Regions from separate parts of the Capsicum annuum genome. Here region 1 is linked to region 2. Evidence: chromatin contacts called from public Hi-C data. All regions are on one chromosome and are shown on one strand. The core of a region is the stretch at or near the end of the contact, and the rest is flanking DNA. Distances in the headings are between cores, read along the strand shown.

Evidence for each region. Hi-C and Micro-C count contacts between places; a contact is called where the count stands out from the background.
Region 1: a Hi-C map of leaf shows a contact between it and region 2, with 5 times the contacts expected there. The contact joins the promoter of LOC107855407 here to the promoter of LOC107855412 in region 2. A contact is called at or near these places in 4 of 5 Hi-C or Micro-C datasets (bud, leaf and placenta).

What each region holds. Positions count from the first base shown.
Region 1 is chr6:208,506,070-208,509,982 of UCD10Xv1.1, forward strand. LOC107855407 reads left to right here and starts at 2,617. Exons shown (of 2, transcript XM_016700414.2): 1 at 2,617-3,329. The coding sequence starts at 2,946.
Region 2 is chr6:208,369,817-208,373,376 of UCD10Xv1.1, forward strand. LOC107855412 (kinesin-like protein KIN-14C) reads right to left here and starts at 1,515. Exons shown (of 23, transcript XM_047413857.1): 1 at 1,234-1,515.

The sequences.
Region 1 (3,913 bases), core at 1,367-3,866, 140 kb after region 2:
GTTTCAATGTATTAAATTGATAATAAAATTGATATCAATGAAGTTTCGCATATATAACATTTGTATTGAATGAGTTTTATGAATGTGACAATCGATGAGAAAAATTACGTTTTATATTACATAACTTTTTTAGTGTATGTAATGGATATTACATGAAAAACAATCAACGTAAATGTTGAAAATAAATTAATTGATAGTTGTTTGATGTCAAATAATTTTTCGTTGAAATAAAAAAATAATTAATATTAATCATGATTGATATTGGTATTTGCTTTCCGTCAGAAAAAGATGAAGAACATTATATAAATACTATGTTAAATATCAAAGCTAAACTTCGTTCATACCAACAATCTTATACAAAGAGTAATGAGCACCAATAAAAAATCAAGATACAATACTCATGTTAAATGTTACTAATTGCCCAATCAAAAAATGCACAATTTGATGTAGTTGATATCAAATTTAATACCCATTTCATGCGACTTATTTCATATCAATTTCAATCAAACGATGTGAAATACGAAACAACGTTAAAGTAGCATAACATTATATAAATACAAAAAATAAACTTTGTTCATACCAACAACACTATTAGAAAAATAAACAGTAATGATCGAGCACCAAAAAGTTAATTCAAATTATTAACTATATTAAAAAAACAAACAGTAAATAAAAAAAATGATTCAAGATCAATTTTGTACTAATTTAATACAAAAAAAAATCAAATATTTGCAAGTTTGTAATTACTGTTATAGTCCATGAATACAACTTTGTTACTACCATATCATGCATGCTTACTAGAAAAAATAAAAAGAAATAAAGATCGGGGATGACAGACATGATCACTAAGTGAGAAAATAACATATGAATGACCAATCATTCGGCAACAAGTACTAAGAATTCATTAATATACATGTTGAAATGTGAATTTATCAGAAGAAGCCTATTTTTTTCAACGAAGAATATGAATATTAAGTATGAAACTCACTTTTTTCAACGAAGAAGATGAATATAATATGAAGCCCACTGTTTTTCAATCTTATATTTTCAAGGGAAGAATATGAATATTATATGGAGACATAAATCTCAATAAAGTTTTGAAATATTGAGTATTATAATGGAGAAAGAGAGAGGTGAGGTTGAGAATTAGAGAATTTGAATGGAGAGAGAGAGAGAGGTGATTCAGATACTTTTTCGAAACATTAATTTGATTTACACGTAATCTTCTTTCAATAAAGTTATCGATTAAAAATGTGTAATCTTTTAAATAAAAAATAACATATATTTACCATGATTATCAATACACAATTTAAGAAAAATATTGATTACAATCCTATAAATATGAAACTGATTTTAAATTATATAATTAAAAATGAATCTTAAAAATATAACTAAAATAATATATCTTTTAATAAGTTGCTATAACTTGTAACTAAATTGCTATTAATGTAATTATTTAAAAATATTGCTAAAATTTGTTATTTTAGATCTAATAATATTATAGGGGATAATTTTCTCTTTATTTAGTTGCATATTACATCTACCTTTTAGGTTACAAATTTACTACCTACGAGCAATTAATTTTTTCTTCTGATTTTTATTTTTTACTAAATATCTAGTATTGTAATAAAATTAATTAATGAAAATCTAACATATTACTATACCTTAATTTACTATATTTACTTAAAACCCCATTTCTATAAAACAATTACAAAAATCTCAACATTCACTTTCTTAAAATAAAAAATAAAAAATATTGACATAATAGTACTGTTTAGTATCGCCTAAATGTCCTAAAAGTGCGGATAAAATTTTGGACATTTCATTTGTGATTTCGCTCAATTTGATGATTTCAAAATAAAGTCTCTTCGTCTCCACTTTATTTTCAATTCTTCTCCAATTTATAAGAAGGTTAGTTTATTTTCACATTTATGGTGTTCTTCGAAGGTTCATAATTGTGGATTCAAGTTGCACATCCCTGTTCAACCCATGATTGATATTATATGAGGCGGAGATTCAAAGTTTGCTAGTTAAAATTGAAATTGAGTGTTTTAGATCTAAGAAAATACATCATTGTTGTGTTGGGCGTTTGACATTGCGACGAACATCAATTTAATTTGGACTCATTGATTGATTTCATTCTGAAAAAAGTAGAAAATAATGCAGCTCGTTGGGTTGGAGCTTTGAAGAACTAGTTGAAGAGAACAACATTTTCGAAGGTTTGAAGCCTCAAATTGGAAAAGAACAAGAAGATACATCAAGACCCTGATGTATCTGTTAAGAAAGTTCGGAGATATATAAGAATTATTCATCTGGTTAAAAAAAGACAAGAAGATGCATCACACAACCCTTCATCAAATGTACAAAAACTATGGATTTTACTAAATATATTAAATTATAGATAAAAGATTGAAAATATGACAAAAATAATGTATTGAAATGTTTTTTATGCTACCGATACATTAGAGTTATATATTGGTATTTATGTATCAGCCAATTAATTTGATACATATGTATCATATTGTGATGTATCACGAACCTTAGTCATGTGTCACGATAATAAAAAATTAAATTTTTTTATAAATATCAAAACAATCAAAATAAATTATAATTAGATATTAAATCATCGAAATTTATAAAAATTATCCATAATTATTGAGGATTCTCAATACACCAAATGTTTTTCCATTTTCACAGGCTCAATCTGGTCCGAAGGATCCCAATCATGAGTTCCTAAAAGTATCTTTCATTATATTACACTCGGTGATTTTAAACTCACACGCAAACAGAAGAAAAAAAAAAAATAAACTACAAAATTACAGAAAAAAACAACAGAAATATCTTATCTAATCGGATCTTAACGTCCAATAAACCATTTCCCATTTCGGATCCAAAAGTAGTTTAGTAACTCAGTCTCGTCCACATACTTGTTATCCGCCACAACAATGGCTCTCACTGGAAATCCAACTCTCTGTAACTGTTCATCAACGAAAATAATACCCTACACCCAATTCCCTCTTCGCTGTCCATTTTCACTTCCATCTCAGGGTAAAAGAAGACGATTATTCACCGTACTAGCTGCAAAAAAGTTCACCGCAGGGAAGAACAAGAGAAGTTCAATTTCAACGAAAGAGGCAGAGGAAGATGATGAAGAAGAAGAGTTTCGAAAGGTGAATATTAGTATTGGCAGTGAGGCAACTGCGACGATTGGTGATGGTTTTGAGATGCCGAAGCTTCCTGGAGAGGAAAAGGACTTTTGGGAAGGTCCTCAATGGGATGGATTTGGATTCTTTGTTCAGTATATGTGGGCTTTTGGCGTTGTCTTTTCGGTGCGTACTCAAAACTTTCTGTTAATTTATACTAATATGTTTACTAATTTGTAGTGTGTGTTGGTTACATGTTATGTTACCTAAAGACATAATACATAAACAAACATTCAAATAAATTTTGGAGGTGTCTAGATGATCATTTGATAAGTTGGAGTGTTTAACTGACATGCACTCTCAAAGTTGGAGTGCTTACCTGCCAGTTGAGACCAAGTTTGAGTGTTTAGTTTATGTATCATTTGTTACATAAGTCATTCATTTGTGTTGAATTCGTTTGATTTATGTGGAACTAGGTTTGAAAGTTTATGGGTTTTGAACTTGCTTACTGAATCCGTACTCCGTAGTTTGTTTGAGTTATTGGGTTTGAGTTATTGGGTTTAAATTTAATTATTTAAACATGTTTAATGGACTTTTTAGTACAAATACGGTGTTTAAGCAAAAGCTATTGGGTTCGTTTGAACCAGTACGTAATAGTTTTGCCCTGTTTGGTGTGTACTCTTCATATGCTAAAGATTAGAAAAATATCAAAGCCGAATTGATGTCAATAGATTGAAACAACGCAAATGAGTAAAAACAGTTACTTTTCT
Region 2 (3,560 bases), core at 265-2,764:
ATTTAAAAATAATTAAAAAAAAAAAGAAAAAAGTTCTCATTTTTACAAGAAATATTTATAACTTTAAACTAAACAACTAAAATTTTATATTAGTAAATAAAGTTTTAACAACAATATCCAAAGTAATGCAGTGCAAACAAATGATTAACATATATATATATATATATGCATGCATCTTATTAAAATTTGGCTTTAGGCCACTAATTTTATTGAGACAGTAGTGTAGACAATTAGCAAACAGTTTGCAGTTCACTGTATGCAATTATCAGGCATTTAGCAGGTTCACCATACGCAATTATCAGGCATTTTGCAGGTTCACCATACACAATTATCAGACAGTTTGCCGGTTCAATATGCACATTTATCAGACAATTTGCAAGTTTCACCATACACAATTATCAGACAATTTGCCGGTTCAATATGCACATTTATTAGACAATTTGCAAGTTCAATAAGCACAGATAGTTTGCAAGTTCACCATACACAAATACACAATTATCAGATACCTCTTTCAGGTTCACTATCTATATACAATTATCATTATCAGGCAGTTTGCAGGTTCAATGTACGCCACTATCAGACAGTTTTTAAGTTCACTATACACAATTATCACACAACTTATCTCTTGGCAGTTCGAACCAGCTCAACAATAATGAATTCCAAATTCATGAAGAACTCATGAAAGAGTTAGCATTCATTTTTTTTTTACATATGCGCTTCAAACAGCATGCAACATTTGGAAGTGAGAAGTAAACAAAATTAACACTGGAGTTAATCTTATACTAATACAGTCTCTGATCCAAAAAATTACTAATACCAGTTTTAATCTACAGTACAAAATTGATCAAGACAGTGTATAAAGCATTACATAATTTGAAAGATAGAAAAAAACATACGAGGAAAAAAAGCAAGAAATTATGAAAAGCAACCACCTTTTACCTGGAAAAGCAATGTGATCATCATTTACAAAATATAATCACGAAGATTAAGAATATGAAACGCACACATCTACAGATTAATTAAGCATGCAAATTATAATACAATCACACAAGAATTCACCAAAAATTTCATGAAAAAACAAAGAACCCTTTAACCAATACTCAATCTTGAAATCTATCATCCAATTAAAATCAACTCAAACAATGATCACATGCAAATTAAAAGCCAAGAACAGAGAACCCTATAAAACATAAATCACCATAATAATAATTATATATATAAAAAAAAACATACCCATCAACGACAAGAAATTCATCAAAAAGAAAAGGGAGTGTATGAATTGTTACGGATATGTTGAAAAAGAAAGAAAAGAACCTGTGCAAGTATATTAGATATGGAAAGGCATAAACGTGCACGTTCTTGTTTAGAGGAAGACCGAAGGCAGTGATTAATGAATAATTTGTTATTTATTATTGTTAGTATTAACAATGAATATGGAAAAAAAAAATTGTGAATATTTTGGTGTCAATCGGTATTCGGTTAGTCTCCTATTTTCCGTGTACCGTTAGTCTCCTGAGGCAGGTTCATAACCTGACCGCGTACCTTTATTTTAGGAGTATATATTTGCCTCGTGTTAACCTTTTCCTTCTCTTTATGGAAAGAAAAAAAAAAAGAAGTAAAAAACAAAAAAACTTTCCTTTTATTTTTTCATATTATTATTATTATTTTTTTTGGTTAACTCATATTATTATTGTTTACCCTATATGGAAAAATATAGTTAGTACTCTTTCCATTTAAAAGAAAAGGACTAGACGTTGAGCTAAAAATTTAAGTTTATGAATTTGAATTATACAAAAAAGTAGTTTAATTTATTGGATTTCATAAGAGACAATTTATTGGATTTTAGAAAAAAAAAAATCTTTTCGAATATATTATTTATAACACAACTATAACATTTAGGCCAAAGCCACTAAATTCTGTCAAACCTACAAGTGGAATTGTAACAGTGACGAGGTTAAAAAACAGTGATGCGATTAAAAATTTTGTTAAAAGAGTTTAAAATTTAATATATACACATGGAAAAATAATTTTTACCCTATATTCTTCTACATGTGGCTATGCCTTTGAACTATAGCACCAAGCCTAAAAACGACATATTATCATTTTTTTGTACTTCTTGATAGATATAAAAAAGAAGCTTCGTAGGAATTAAAAGTTGTACTAGTTGGACTGATATAAAAGAAGTTTCGTAAGGATTAAAACAACAATAAGTGTATTACGCAGTCTATACCACTATCTCCGAAAAAGTAGAAAAGCTGCTTCCAATAGACCCCCGGTTCAAGACACGAGATAATAATCAAATCCGTAATAAAGCATGGAACAAGATGAGAAGACATAAATATGCCACCCACAAAAAATAGCAAACAAATTCATAAACAATTAACCAATAAGAAAGAGCTTTGCAATTACAGAAAGACTCTGTTTGCTATGTGTGGATCGATGAAGGAAGATAGTCATTTTTTTTTTTTTTTGTTTGATTATGATTTACGTATTTCAATATTTCTGAAAACAATTCTTTAAAATTATATAAACTTTATTATTTATAGTACCCTTTGTAGCTTTAAAGATGTTTAATTTTAAATAGTTGATCATCAAATTAAACACCAAAAGCAATATGCAAGTTCTTCTAGAGTAACATATTTGTTAGTTGGAATGCGTCAACGTTAGTTTACCCAATTAGAAAACGTTGTTGTACGAGGAAAATTTTCAACTGTACAAAAAATGCAAATCATTCTCCTTAGCCCTCCCATTTTTCAAGTTTCATATATATATATATATATATATATATATTGCTGCAACCTTTGAAAATGACAAGTTCATGCAAAGAAAGTCAAATAAATACGTTCTTAATGTGACAAGAAAAGGCCAACACTAAATTATTGACCGGAGAAAGTTGGATTACCAACTAATCCTTCATTGAAACTTAATGACTAAAGAAAAAAAAGACAGAGAAACAAAAATATTTTAAAATAGAATAAATGTGAAATTGGGATAACAAGTAAGACGATACAAGCAAGTAACATCCAAGAATGTAAAGAGGATAGAAATAACAGTGCCTATAGAGAGACTATGACTCGTTAAACTTATTAGTAAGCGTAAATATCATGTTTGTTTTGATTTTCACTTAAATTATATTGTTTCGTATCGTTAAATTGCATAATTAGGTAAGGACGAGAAGTTGCATAGCTAAGTTGGTGGGATCGCTTCGTTACTTTCAGGGGCGGAGCCAGCCTCCCGAAAACGAAAAAATATACTATTTATACATGATTAAAATTATTTTTTATGTGGTTATAGTAGGTGTTGAACCCCCTTCGACTAAGTTTTCTTTTAATATGGAACCCCCTTTGTTGAAATCCTAAGTTCTCTTTGAATATGGAACCCCTTCGTTGAAATCCTGGCTCCGCCTCTGGTTACTTTATATATTTTTTTATTTTACCTTTACTTGTTATTTAGTATTTCTATTTTATTTTTTATCCAATCTTTTGTAGTAGTCGTGCCCTATACTCCACTTTTCTGGTAAGTATATCCTTCAAATTATTGACGTTTGAGATTATGTAACA